2 separate regions of the Mus musculus genome follow, and region 2 is linked to region 1. Evidence: chromatin contacts called from public HiChIP or PLAC-seq data. All regions are on one chromosome and are shown on one strand. The core of a region is the stretch at or near the end of the contact, and the rest is flanking DNA. Distances in the headings are between cores, read along the strand shown. Region 1 holds the start of Caap1 (caspase activity and apoptosis inhibitor 1). Region 2 overlaps Fggy (FGGY carbohydrate kinase domain containing).

Evidence for each region. HiChIP or PLAC-seq counts read pairs in DNA pulled down with a chosen protein or histone mark.
Region 2: a RAD21 HiChIP or PLAC-seq map of pro-B cells shows a contact between it and region 1, with 4 times the contacts expected there. The contact joins the enhancer-like site here to the promoter of Caap1 in region 1. A contact is called at or near these places in 4 of 39 promoter capture datasets (the C10 cell line, hippocampal neurons, liver and 1 more), 1 of 15 datasets of contacts at CTCF or cohesin (pro-B cells) and 1 of 115 datasets of contacts at active chromatin or transcription factors (astrocytes).

The regions. Positions count from the first base shown.
Region 1 is chr4:94,553,148-94,560,622 of GRCm38.p6, reverse strand. It overlaps Caap1 (caspase activity and apoptosis inhibitor 1), which reads left to right and starts at 3,827. Exons shown (of 6, transcript NM_026368.2): 1 at 3,827-4,161. The coding sequence starts at 3,919.
Region 2 is chr4:95,921,756-95,929,230 of GRCm38.p6, reverse strand. Fggy (FGGY carbohydrate kinase domain containing) reads right to left here. Exons shown (of 16, transcript NM_001113412.1): 15 at 6,245-6,306; 16 at 2,292-2,508. The coding sequence ends at 2,427. Among named protein-coding and RNA genes, the nearest start is that of Hook1, 42 kb to the left of the region's middle. Within about 2 kb of position 4,245, at least 21 of the 459 cell types and tissues checked have an H3K27ac peak or open chromatin away from gene starts, as enhancers often do. A contact at or near this core is called in pro-B cells, where this site is marked.

The DNA of each region.
Region 1 (7,475 bases), core at 2,578-5,077:
TTCCATTAGAACATTTGATTAATGAACTTGTTCTGTTCCGTGACAATAAGTATTCATTTTAACTGCTGCCATGTTGGAACATGTTATTTGGAGCAATCTGGGATCTTGCTCCTGTGCAATGGTTTCTCATGCTTAGCTCATAATAAGTAACCCTTACTCTCTTTTAGGTAAGAGTTATGTTTTGCATTGACAGGATTACAGGTCTGGACACTCCCAGGAGTGTGACTCACCAGTACAAAGCTAGACATTGGGCAAGTACTGATAAAATACTGGAGTCATGGATAAAAATGGCTCCATTGAAAATGAAATATATTACTAGAAATATCTCTTCAATTATTAGGAGAGTCACTTCTTTTGTCAGAGCTACTTGGGTCTGAGAATGTTCTGTGACTCTTCATCTAGTGTAGTTTTTGTTTGTTTTAGACAAGGAGTGTCATTGAACCTGGAATTTAGTAATTAAGCCAAATTCAAAGGCCAGCAACTCCCATTATCCTCCCATCTTTTTCCTTGAGGACGGGATTGCAGGCACAAGCCATGGGATTTGTGCTGTTCAGGCTAACTTCCCTACCCATAGCATTGGCATGATCATGACTGGTGGGTCCTGAGTGGAGAACTGAGCCAGAACAGAGACTAACAGGCCTCAGGCAACAGTGAGCTCAATGACAATGGACTCTTGCAGGCAGCTTCGGTCAGACAGCTCATTATATCAGGGGAACAAAGCCCATTTAAACCTTTTGGGGGTGAGCAGGAGCTATAGGGGTGCATGGACATCGTTGGCTGGGATCAGGGTGTTGGGGATGCCTCACTTGCATAAGGAGGAATTGCAGGTGCTGCTGGGCATGACCTTATAAAGGGAGAGGAATTTTAACTTGGTAGGCACAGGGGCAAGGGGCATAACTACTTCTCCTGTTGATCTCAGGATGAGATGTCCAGGGTTTGGACACATCCCTCCCCCACTCTTGCTGCAGGCCCCTCCTCTCCCTTCCCCTGGCTCCCTGGCCCCACAGACTTGGCTGTTGACTTTATGAACTCAGGTCCTCATGCTTGATTGCCCCAAAACAGATTGTGCTAGTTACAAAGGCGCTTATTCTTCACGCTGTGTGTGCTTAAATGCCCCTCAGGTCAAGTGTGAAACTATAAAGGTATTTGAGCTTACCAAAATTGACAGGAGGCCATAGTAACTTTCCAGTTTGGCTTGAATTCAAGCTTTGTGACACTGGTAGCTGGTTACCCTAGGAACTGAGTCTCCTTTCAGATACAGATCTCAGCATTTACTAATTTGTATGCTTGCTGTCTTTCATAAATATTATTGTCTCTCTTGATGTCTTAGAACCACACATAAACCTACTAGAATTATGGATGCTCAGCAGCTGGACATGATTCAGGAATTTTTTGTATTACATGACAGAAACCCTCACTTAGGAGACCCTTGCTATGTAAAATTTACTTCAGGACTCATAACTGCAGCTTTGTAGGACAACTACTTAAGATCAAGTTTCTAGCAACACGGTACATTCAGTTCTTTTTTTTTTTTTTTTTAAGATTTATTTATTTATTTATTTCATGTCTGTCAGTACACTATTGCTGTCTTCAGGCACACCAGAAGAGGGCATCGGATCCCTATTACAGATGGCTGTGAGCCACCATGCGGGTGCTGGGAATTGAACTCAGGACCTCTGGAATGTGCTCTTAACCACTGAGCCATCTCTACAGCCCTACATTCAGTTCTTATGTCTTGAGAGCGATCAACTGATTATCCCTATGTCCTAGAGAAAGATTTTAATCAAAATGGGTAATTAAGAGAGCCTGGGGAAAAATCACAAAAAAATGAGGCCATTTTTTTTTTTTTTCTGGAGACAGGCTTTCTCTGTGTAGCCCTGGCTGTCCTGGAACTCACTTTGTAGACCAGGCTGGCCTCAAACTCAGAAATTCGCCTGCCTCTGCCTCTGCCTCCGGAGTGCTGGGATTAAAGGCGTGCGCCACCACACCCGGCAAAGATTTATTTTTAACATGTTATGTGCTTGTATGTGTTTATGTGGAAGTATGTGTACATGAGTGCAGATGCCGATAGAGGCCAGAAGAGGGTGTTGGACATTGTAGACATTGTATTGTTGTAATAATAGCAGTGCATCATTAACTACTGAGCTATTTTGTCATAGTGAGATGAAACAAAATTCTGCTATCCTTGTCAGTACAAGAAATTGAGACAATTATTTTGTTGTAACATAATTTTGGCTCTTTAAAAAGAAGTCAGTCCTGTGTGGCTCCATACAGGACTGATACATAGTACTGGCTCAGCATGCACAAACCCCTAGGTTTGATCTCAGCTTTACATAAATTAGGCCAGGTGTTGCATGCCAATAATCTCAATACTAGGGAAGGGGAAGCAGGAAGATCAAGTGTTCAAGCCTAGGACTGGAGAGATGGCTCAGCAGTTCAGAGCAATTATTGCTTTTCCAGAGTTCCTGGGTTCCGTTCCCAGCATCCATATGGTGGTTTACAACCATCAGTAATTTTTTTTCCAGGGATTCAATGCCTTCTCTTGGTCTCTGAGGGCACCAGGCAGTGGTGTGGTACACATGTCTATATGTAAGTCAAAACATTCATGTACACAAAATAAATACATCAATCTAAAAACAAATGAACAAACCAACCAAACCCTAAAAGAAACAGTTCAAGGCCATCCTTAGCTGTACGTGTGGCAGGCCAGTCTAGACTCGGAGAGAACCTGCCTCAAAACAACTGTGAATAAAAACTCCTGAAAAGCTGCGTCCGGCTGTGAACAACAATAAGCCTGGAAAAAAAAAAACAAAAACAAAAAACAAACAAACAAACAAAAAAACAAACCTGGAATGAGTCTGTGTCTACAGAGACTGATGGATGAATTAGAATTTCAGTACTGTGAAGAGGTTGGAATTTTGTAAGTTCACAGGCTAATTACTTCATCGTGGGCTATTTTAGCCTCCAGGAACAGCCAGCCATTCCTTGCCCCACTGTGTATCTATCTGTGACTAAACTGATTCGACCGCTCCATGGTATAGGTAAAAAGGTTTTTATTGTAGAGAGAACAGCCAGAGGCATCTGTAAGAGTTCACAGGGAAGAAAGAAGGCTGAACATGGCCAGGGCTATCTGTTTCTTGCTTTCTTTTTTCTTTTGTTTTTGTTTTTGTAGACAGGGTTTCTCTGTGTAGCCTTGGCTGTCCTGGAACTCACTTTGTAAACCAAGCTGGCCTTGAACTCAGAAATCCGCCTGCTTCTGCCTACCAAGTCCTGGGATTAAAGGCGTGCGCTACCACCGCCGGGCTACTAAACTCACATTGTTGAACACTGAAATACTATAGGAACTTGTCTTCCTTCTGACATCCTTTCCATTCCTTTAAAAGTAACATGAAATCATGCTACGAAATTAGTTTTAATGATACAAAATACGGAAGCATAAGACTGTTATTTTTGCACAAGTCCTTAAAGTGTACAAAAAAAAAAAAAAAAAAAAAAAAACCCTGCTCAAATGAGGTCGTAGTGAGATGAAGCAATTTTTTTTATTCTGAAATTCTTTTTATTGTTATATCGTTGAATCAAACGAGGGAATCGAAGGTAGAAGAAATTGGAGACTCAGCAACTTTAATTTTACCTTCCAACGTACTTGTAAGCTGAGAAACACTGAAAGGAATTAAATCTTCCCAGAGGTTGGGAAAAAGCAAACAGATCCGTTGGACCACACGTCACCTTTTAAACTCCAGACAACCTCAGCAGCTGGCACAGCGCATCCGAGCCCCGCCTCCAGAAGCTACGCGTAGTAAAACGCGCCGGGACCGGAAGTGACGCCAAGTCTGCGACAGCAGCGCCGGCCGCTACGGAAGCGGGGTTCTGTTGCTGCAGAGACGGTCGGCTGTCGCCGATGGTTGCAGCGCGAGGACCATGACGGGGAAGAAGTCTTCCCGAGAAAAGCGGCGCAAGCGGAGCGGGCAGGAGGCAGCCGCGTCGCTCGCAGCCCCGGACCTGGTGCCCGTGCTGAGCGGGAGCGCGGGTGGGTGCGGGAGCGGCGGCTGCTGCGGGGTCGCCGGCGGCGGGACGAGTGTGGCGGGCGGCGCGGAACGAAGCGAGCGCCGAAAGCGGAGGAGCACCGATTCGTCCTCCAGCGTCTCGGGCTCCCTGCAGCAGGTGCGTGCCTCGCCTCGCGCCGTCTCCCGGAGCTGCGGCCCCTCAGAAGAGCCGGGCTGCAGAGCCGCGCGGGCGCGGGCAGAAGCTCATTGTTAGTGCCGGGGTCCCTTGGGCCGCCGGTTCCGTTCTGAGTCCGTTTGAACTCTTCCCCATGTATTAAACTTTTAAGTTTCTGGATTTACTGATCAGTACTCCTTCCCCATTAAACTTTCGCGGTTTCTTTTACTTGTGGTTTCCCCGATCTCCGTAGAGGATCTGTGGGTCGGGAAGTAGTTACAAATGCCGGTGTAAGCACTGACCACCACTATTTAATAGATTCTGATTATTTTCACATTACACACACATTAAAAAAAAACCCACAACAACAAACACCTGAGACCCAAGTTCAGGAATTTCACCCACAGTCACAGTCGCAAGAATTTCGTAGTTCCTACATTTGAATTCAACAGCTGGGACCAAAATGTGTTTCTTATGCATCATCAACCTGCCGCGATACCACTATTTAAAACAGTAGTTTGTAACTTACTGTAAAACAAATGACTGTGTTCTTAAAATTCATCGGACACAGAATCAAGGCAGGAGTTCAACGCCCTTCGTAGTGCCTCTTGATATGCATACCTTCTGTGGATGAGTAGCCACTCTTCATTGTTTACTTTTACGAATGTAATTGGGTATATTCTCGCATTGAATGGGTCTCCTTCCATACATGGTGTGTTTTAGGTTTCCCAGTATACTCGTATCTCTATTGTAGAATATTTAGGTTTTCAGTTTTATTGATTTTTATATACAATACCAAATGGAACAAACTTGTCATAGATCTTGTGCAAGAGTTACGTAGACTTGGACTTACAGAAATGAAATTGCAGTGTCAAAAGTATATACGTTTAAAAAGGTGATGAATTCCACTTGCTCTGCATATCGGCACCATATGCTGTATTGACCAAATGCTTCATGCTCGAGCCACTTGGGCTTCACAGCACAAATGAACCAAACTCTATATATGTAAAGCCAAACTGTTCTCTTAAAATAAAACACACAGGAAATAGAACCAAATACTTTTAAAGCAAGACTTAACTGATTTATAGTTGAAATAGTATGGATATTCATGTCTGCCAGTCTTCACAAGCATGTTATCTTCCTTACATGGCCACCCCACCCCCAACGCCCGCCCCAATCTCCAATAGCCCTTGCTAGCCTGGAACTTGCTCAATGTATGCTCCTTAGACCATGTTGGCCTCAGACTTAGCATCCACCCTCCTGCCTCTGGCCTTGGAATGCTGACATTACAGGTGCGTCCCCCTCCCATCCCTGTTTTTTCTTTTTTAGAGAGTGGTCAGATGGACAGACCAAGTAATTATTACTTTTTTTTTTTTTTTGGTTGTTGTTAGTTTGTTTTTTGAGTCAGGGCCTTACTGGTCTGGAACTCAAAAAAAATTTTTTTTTGCCTGCCCCGGTCTTCTGAGTACTGGGATTAAAGGCATGTGCCATTGTACTCGGCTAACATTGTTTTAATATGTATGTTCCTGATGAATGGTGGTACTGAACATTTCTACATTTTTATTTACCCTTTGATTCCTTGTGTAGTTGTATAGATTCTTTGCTTGTTCTTCCTTTTATTCAGTGTTTCACTGAGAAGTCTCATACATATTTCAATTAAGCGTTAGTTTTAAACTTGTGTATACAGTAATGGTTAATATAGCTTGGTTTAAAGCACTGCTCTACCGTCCTAATGCTGCAACCCTTCAATACACTGACTCATATTGTGATGACTTCCAACCATAAATTTATCTTCCTTGCTACTCCATAATTGTATTTTTGCTACTGTTTTGTAAATATCTGTTTTCCCATGGTCTTAGGTAATCCCGTGAACGGGTCATTAGACCGCTCCCCAAGGGGTCTTGTCCTATAGGTTGAGAACTGCTGGTTTAAAGTGTGCTGGAGGGCTTGAGTTTTGTCTTGTTTTTTTCTTTTTTGATATCCAGAGCTGGTATTTTTTTTCTTTTACCTTCCAGATTTTGTGGTTTGGAAGACTGTAAAATTTATAAAAGTTATTCTGTATTTTTTAAATACTTCACACATTTCACATTTATTTATTTAATTGAGCATATAGCACGATCTATGTGGAGTCAGAGGACAACGTGCAGGTATTATTTCCAGCACGTGGGAAGGACTGGGCTCTCATGTTAGGATGGTGACAAGCACCCTTACTGCTGAGCCAGCTCACTTACCTGCACTTGCCAGCTCTCTTCCCATAGGTTTTGTATTCAAAGATTGTTTAGTTTTTAAAGTTTTTATTTACCTTTATTTTATGTGCTTTGATGTTTTACCTGAATGTATGTCTGTGTGAGAGTGTCAGATCTTGTATTTACAGACAGTTGTGAGCTGCCATGTGGGTGCTGGGATTTGAACCCAGGTCCTCTGGAAAAGCAGTCAGTACCCTTAACCACTGAGCTATTTCTCCAGCCCCTTCTAATCTTTTTTTTTTTTTTTTGGAGAAAGGGTTTCTCTGTATAGCCCTGGCTGTCCTGGAGCTCACTTTGTAGAACAGGCTGGCCTCCAACTCAGAAATCCACCTGCCTCTGCCTCCCAAGTGCTAGGATTAAAGGTGTGCGCCACCACTGTCCAGCTAATAGTGCTTTAATATTAAAATGATTTTTATTTATATTTTTAATGTGCATTGGTGTTTTGTCTGTATATATGTCTGGGTGAGGGAGGGTATCAGATCTTGGAGTTATAGGCAGTTGTGAGGTGCCATGTGGAGAGAGCTCCTATCCTCTGGAAGAACAGCAAGTGCTCTGAACTGCTGTGCCATCTCTCTAGACTCATACTTTTTAACATTACAACTTTTTTTTTGGCTTTTCCGGGCAGGAAACTCACTCTATAGACCAGGCTGACCTTGAACTCAGAAATCCGCCTGTCTCTGCCTCCCAAGTGCTAGGATTAAAGGCATGTGCTACCACTGTCCAGCACATTACAAGTTTTAATTAGGACTCATGGATTCAACTACTTATATGATTTTCTTCTACCTAGTCACATTATTTTTTTATTAGTCATTTTCTGCAATATTTCTGCTCACACTGAATTTTGACAATTTTAGCACTTCTTTTGTTGTTAATTTTGAATTATCAGAGTCTAGGATAGTGTTAGATTGTAGCAGTGATAATGGGCGTTCTCTTCCCATTTTTTTTTTTAAAGTAAGACTCCCTCCTTCCCTTCCTCCTTCTCCCTTCCTCCTCCTGTCTTTTTCCTTCCCTTCTATATTGAACCCAGGGCCTTGAACCTGTTAGGCAAATGCTCTAACACTGAGCTACACA
Region 2 (7,475 bases), core at 2,996-5,495, 1.4 Mb before region 1:
GTTGATGCAGTAGCAGCAATCTTCTCTGAGGGAAAGACAGGTCCCTCTTTTCTCTGTTGTTAAGGGATAGAAGGTCCAGTGGTTCTAGAGAGAGACTTGGTCCAGAGAAGTGAGCTGTCATTGGAGGGAGGCCAGGCATCAGGCTGTGGAATTTACATAGAGCTGTAATTTGGTATAAAAATCTTGGAGCTGTGAAGGCAGAGTGACCCAAAGCACTGTAGGCCATATCTGTCTCAATTAAGGCAGTGGCCAGACTTATGCCCACCTCTGTAGCCAAAAATCCAGCTCTAGGGAGATGAGTCATAGAGTGGAATTCAGGTTGGCTACATAAGGTCAATTGGGGGATTTCTGCCACCAAAAAGTAGGGGCTGATTTCATTGGTGAAAATATAATTTGAAAGACTTCCATTATACCAAAATAGCCTTCCCTGTGGTGGCCAGGTAGGCTTTGAAATTGAGGTTTTTGGGGAACAGGGATAATTAGGAAGATTTTTGTTAAATATTGAAAGGGATAGTAACAAATTCGAGGATTGGTATGGACAGATTGAAAGAACTTATCCTGGTTCACAAAAAGCAGGTCAGATGGCTGGGAACAAGGTCAGAGGTAGGGAACTGGTACCCTCTCAGGCAAGCTACGGAAGGTGTTGAAGGCAGGTACAGAGAAAGCAGTGGGAAACACTGAAGATCAGTGAAATTGACAAGAGAATTTTGTTGGATGTCTTCATCAAAGTGAGGCTTTGGTCATGAGATCATGAGAATGTGCGTGTCAGAGGGAGATGGCTGGGGAGGTTTGGATTTATTTATGCCTTGTAATTGGGAGTGTGGGATTTGTTCAGAGCATTTGGTGTCTGAGGATACATGGAGTGCTAATGTGATTAGGGGAACCTGCTAGTAGTGAATGTTAGTAGTAGCTATGGTGTCCACTGTTAAAGGAGCTGGCTCATTTTCCTCTGTAAAATACACCGTGGATTTCAGTGGTTCATCTATCCTCCCATGAGTGCTAGATATATTTTTGGAGAGTGTGGATTTTAGTGGTATGGAGGAGTCCAGATGTATGGCTTTCCCAAGACCCGACACTGGATGGTACAGTTGGCCCAAAGGACTTTGAAGACCCAATGCTGACATCCCATTCAGATGTCAAATTGATTGAAAGTGAAGCAGGCAAAGAGTGGATGATTATGATTTGGGAAAATAGAGTGGGACCGAATAGGGGTTGTAGTAGGAGCAGTGCATACAGCCGTGGGATGGAAAGCCTTGCTGGTAACCTGAGCAGAGGTTTTGTGATTTATGGGTTTCCCTGACCTGGAGCTACCATGTGTACTGGCCAGGTGTATCAATTTAGTGGGTCAAGGAAATGCAGGAGTGGGAAAGGGGGAATGGGATTCATCTTTTTCAGTGATGGGGGCAGCGGAGAAACAGGTAATCTTAAGGGAGCAGGGACTTGGTGCAGGTGAATACAGTAAAGCGGGGTTAGAAGAATATTGAAGAATGGGACAAAGAGCAGAACGAAAAGGTTCATATGAGAGAGATGGACCCAGGGTGGGATTTCCTGGAGTCTGACTACAGTCGGGGCTGTGAATAGCACCATATAGGACCCTTGCCACTTGGCCTGGTGAGAAGGAGTTGACTGGTAGGGAGGTGCTAGGAGAACTTGATCTCCTGGCTGTATGGACCAAGTCCAGGTCGGGGGATTCACTAGTGGCCTGGGAAGGAGACATTCGGAATGTGTTTGTATGGGGTTTCCTAACCATTACATTTGGACTATGCGTACCCAGCATGAGTGATGTTGTTCCTTTGTCAGACTACCATGTCTGGAAGCGTGAAGGCAACAGAGATGGTGTGATGGTACTCTGTTTCTTTGTATAGTTAACGTTCTCCCTGCCCCTTGGAATCACTCATCTGTGAAGCAACAGTTTTAAAACCCTGTATACATCCTGTTACTTATCAAACTTTCCTCCAGGATCTATGGATAGCTCCTCTCCATACCTATCTTTAATAATTGTTGCAAAATGGTGATTTTGCAATTAAATGCTCTATCTGATTCTAAAGTCTGGAAGAAGCTAATGACATAAAGTACACAGACTAAGCACCAGGTTATACCACATAAAGCAGATAAGGCCTAATTTAATAGCTGACATGGAAAGAATGAACAAGTTTCCACAGGACTGAAGGATTTTTCAGGGTCTGGTTTTACAAGAGATCCCAGCATCCAATAAGAGCTACTGCTACCAGGAAAGCACCCTAGAAACCACCAACTATTACACATCCAGACACAGACATAAGTGACTCCAGTTGTGTTTGCCTGCTCGAAGTTTTTATTAGATAATAAGACAGGAATGCCAAAATTATACCCAAGGGGCACTGAGCATAAGATGAACACACAGAGGGCCCCAGTGAATGGCACAGCGTCTGTACGGACAGGTATGTTCAGCTTCCATTCATGATTGCTGAATACTCCTTCTGGTGCTCAACCATTCTCAGAAACACTTGATATTTCTTGTCATAATATCTGGGGGGTACAAAAAGGAACACATTAAACACTGGCAAAACAAAGCTGTTGTGTGCCTTCCCCCTAATTTAGAAGGATGGGAATGTATCTGTTATGTTCAGACGGAAATCTAAGTTTTTAGTGTATGAAGCAAAGGGGTTATTATGCTTCATATCTATTGTGTATAAATGACATGCAGTTCTGCAAGATGCATGCTTGACATGTAGGTGTTTTATCAGCAAGGTGCATCCAAAGTGGAATAGCCTGAAGTGTAGCTGAGGTGGGATTCGTGCTTAGAAAGCAGTGGCTTCTGAGCCTCCCCTGCATGTACTGAATGGCTCAGGCTTAGCACAGACCCCTTCTGATCCCAAGCTTAAATACATCTGTCTGGCGTGACTAGCCACAGGTGAAAACAGCACCTTGGCCAGATTTAAGAATGAGCACTTTAATCCCCTTTGTGATTTCCACATATCAGTGACTTTGGCAGACAGCCTTATCCAGGTGTTTGGCTTATCCAACGGTTTATCTAGGGTAAACTCTGTAGAAACGAGACCAACATCTCCCTGCACCTGGCTCTACCCTCAGTGTCTGGTAGTGACCCTGCTAACCAGCCTTCTCCATCAGACTCTTTAGGTGAGACCTGTTAGAACCACTCTTGGCTGTAAGACTGGGTCTGCTTAGGCATCACCATGCCACAAGGATAGCAATAGTACGGAGCATCATAACTTTTAAAACTCTGTCTTTACTCTCTTTAATGGGGTGGATGAATCCAATTCAACATTATTTGGTAGACTCTGGAATGTTCTGACAATGACCCTTATAAGGGATGTTAACCATTGTGAATTGGGATGGGGAATAAGAGTATGAGAAAATCTGGGAGTGCACAGAAATTTGTGCTTGTTCCATATTTCAACCTTAAGCATTCTAGAAGAGTGATGTCGGAACTGTGATGGGGCCAAACCATGGCTGAGAAGGGGATTTGAGGCCAGGACTTGAATTACACAACCCATGCCTACAAAACCCATCTATGCATAAATTTCCTCACCTGCAAATCGAGATAGTTACAGGATATACTGCAGAAATGTTGTGAGGATTAAGCAATATGTGAAATGAATGAGAACAATGACTGATTCAAATAAATAATGTAAGTATGAGTTATTGCTTTGAAATAATCCATATTCTACTATTATACTCAATCTACGATTGTGAGATGCTGCTAAACCCCGCTCCAAAGAATTCAATTCTCAGTCAGAGAATGGCTTTTAGAAATATTTTCTGCTTCTAATGATATTCTATGACAATACAAGGCGGTGCAATTCTTCTGTGGGGTGAGATGGGTTTCTAACTTTGTTATCGCAAAACTCTTAAAGGGGGCTTTGCTCAGCAGCCTCTCTCACACAGCAAGGATTTTAAGGTAACAATTCTACTGAAACTCCATTCATTGGAATACCATTTGTCTTCTTGCAAATGTCTTTTTTCACTCAACAGGAACCCACGATTCACCCTTTCCAGGTTGAATAATTGGAATCATTGTAACAATTTGCTTACTGAACTACAGTTACTTTATTAGACATTAAATTCACATACAGCCAGCCAGCTGAGTTATCTCCTAAATTCCCCTCCTCTCAAACAATTGATTGTCTGTGGCTCGGGACCAAGAAAATATAAAGTTAATGAGATTTGAAGCCAAGAGACAGGAAGAGGAAATGGGGTCTGGCTTTCTAGTTGCAATCTTTGTGCTGCCTGCAGATGGCGGCACAGCACTGTGCATTTGCTTCATGGAAACCCTGCCAGCTGCCATCAAGACACCACAGTCTTCAAAGAAAGCATGAGCTGAAGGGATCTGCAACCCTATAAGTGGGACAACAATATGAACTAACCAGTACCCCGGAGCTCGTGTCTCTAGCGGCATATGTAGCAGAAGATGGCCTAGTCGGCCATCATTGGGAAGAGAGGCCCCTTGGTCTTGCAAACTTTATGTGCCTCAGTATAGGGGAACTCCAGGGCCAAGAAGTGGGAGTGGGTGAGTAGGGGAGCAGGGCAGGGGAGGGTATAGGGGACTTTAGGAATAGCATTTGAAATGTAAATGGAGAAAATATCTAATAAAAATCTATAATTTAAATTAAAAAATAATAATTACCCCTGGCAGGGGGGTGGGGGAGAAAGCACATGGATTTTTTTTTTTTCTGAGAATGAACTTAAAAACACTTCCCTGAAAAGTCTTGAGAAGGTCACAAAAGAGATGAAGGGGAATAAACTGCTTCTCCTTTCAAACAAACGGCATAGTTCAGGCACCCTCTAGTGGACACCCTCCACAGCTTCTCCATTCACTGGGAGGGGCATCTCTGTTGCTGGGTTGAGTTTCCTATACCCATGCTGCTCCTCTGAGCTAGGCAGTCAGAGAGGGCTTCACATGCAGGGTCTTTAATAGCCTGATTCCATTTGGAGACAATAAAATGAGTCTAGACTGTCATTTTAGTAAGCATTTCAAGTTCTCAAATAATGGACCTTTGAGACATATAAGGAAAGTGACATGGTAAGACTTTAAGTTTTAACACCAAGTGCTTTCCTCCGGGACTTGCTCCTTCATCTTCAGTGATTTCATAGTGACCCTGATTGCTAATGTGGGCTGCTCCAAAAGCCTTCGATAGAGCCTCCTGACTTCTAGCCTTAGCTCTCACGAACCAATTCTGTATGACTAAACTTTCAAACTGTCCATTTGATCAGGTCTCATCACTGCTTAAAACTCTGACCCCAGGGGTCTTTGGCATGGCTCCAGGGGCTTCATGGGCTGACTTCTGCCTGCCTCACTTCCTCATCTCACCTTGTGTTCTGATTGTAGTGATCTCAGTATAAAAGCTGACCCTTTGCATAGATTATTTCCTCTACCAAGAATGTTCTTCTCTACTTTGGCCTGTTTGGAAATGACTTTTAAACATTTAAAGTCAGCGGAGACATGGTCTTCCTCTAAAATTTTCCTTTCTCCATGCATGGTCCCAGTTATTCCTTCTTCCGGTTATGTTGTTGCCTGCTGGCATTTCTATGGAAGAATTTATTCATGTTAACTTAAAATCATCTCTCTGTATAAATCTAGTAGTGCCTCATCGCTCTCTGCATCCTTCCCAGAGCTCAGTTCATGCTTTAAATATAGCAAGCACTCAATAGATAAATAAATAAATAAATATTTTTGTTGACTTGGCATTTAAACATGGGGGATTTTCTAGCCTTCAGTGCCAAGAAATATATAAAGGGTAGGAGAATGCCAGCTGGTCCTTTGATGTGAACATAAAAGATTCCCATACTTTAGCATAGAGAAAAACAGATTTCTTCCTATGATTCAGGATGAAAATATTAGTCTGAGAATTTGGAAGTTTGTATGTGACTCCAGCTCTGACCAGCTAAGCTTTGGATCTTGATAAACCAAAGTTCTCATATTGGGAGGAATTCCTTCAACCTCTAAGTCAGTGATTCCCAACTGGTGGGTTGCAACCCCTTTGGCAAACCATCTCCCCAAATATTTACTGTAATGAATTGTAATATTCATAACAGTAGCAAAATTACAGCTATGAAGTAGCAATGAAGTAATGTTGTGGTTGGGGGTCACCACGACAGGAGGAACTGGCCGCAGCTTTAGGAAGGCTGGGAACCGCTGGTCTAAGTGAAAGAAGAGCCAGGGTTGATCCAAGGTCCATCCCAGAGCAAGAGCTGCCCCTCCTCCCATGCACTCTCAGTCTCTGGCAGCTTCATACAGACTTACTTTTTATCAGCATGTTCCGGAAACACGACTTTCCCCACTTTGCTCATCCTTGCCATTGCCTCCTGGTAAACGGAAATAACAAAGAATGCTGGGTAAAGAAGGAGACCATGGACCTTACAGGAAATGGATAGAACCAGGAAAGGCCATATTGAGTGGGATAACCAAGACCCAGAAAGACAAATGTCCCGTGTTCTCTCTTACTGGAGGCCTCTTGCTCCAGAGCTTCAGACCTGAGTGAAGAGCCAATTCCTGGCATTATTAATGATACTCTGTTATGTTTGCAGACAGGAACACGTTGTCTTCTGATAGGTTCCACCCAGCAGCTGACTCAGGCAGATGCAGACACCCACAGCCAAACAGTGAATGGAGTTTTGGGACTCTTATGGAAGAATAGGAGGAAGGATTTTGGCTTCTAACTGGATAAAAACTCCACAGGAAGACCAAAAGAAACAACTACCCCGAACCTTTAGTGCTAGTTGACTGAATCATCAACCAAAAAACATATACAAGCTAGACCTAGGCCCTCCTGCACCTCTGTAGCAAATGTGCAGCTTGGTCTTCATGTGGGTCCTGAAGAACTGGAGGCGGGGGGGGGGGGGGGCTATCCCAAAAGCTCTTGCCTGTCTGTGGGATATGTTCTTCTAGCTGGGCTGCCTTGTCTGGCCTCAGTGGGAGAGGATGCACCTAGCCTCACCTCACAGGGACTTGATGTGCCAGGGTTAGAGAATACAGAGGGGCAAGTGTGTGTGTGTGTGTGTGTGTGTGTGTGTGTGTGTGTGTGTGTGTGTTTCTCATGCTCAGAGGAGAAAGGAAGTGGGGATTGGCAAAGGATTGTGGAAGGGGGTGACCATGAGGGGGGCAGTGAGTAGAATGCAAAGTGAATAAGTAAAATAATAAAAGCTAAATAAATAAAAATTTAAAAATAATTTATACCAAAACAAAGACTAAAAACGAGGTTATACTGTAAGAAACACTATCTTTTTTCTATTGTTGCTTGAATTAATCAGCCTTTAAAATAATAATTCAGAAGGTAAAACAATTTACAGAAACCAGGGAAGGAAAACTGAACTGTTGTCAGGATAAGGGAGTTAGGGAGCAATAGAAAGGAATAGTGGGATATAAGTAATCTGATCAGAGAAACAGGAAAAGGGGATCTTTAGAAAGAGGGAAGGAAATACAGAGGAGGAGAGGAGGGTAAAACGAATAGCAGAAGACAAGTGATCTGGGGGAG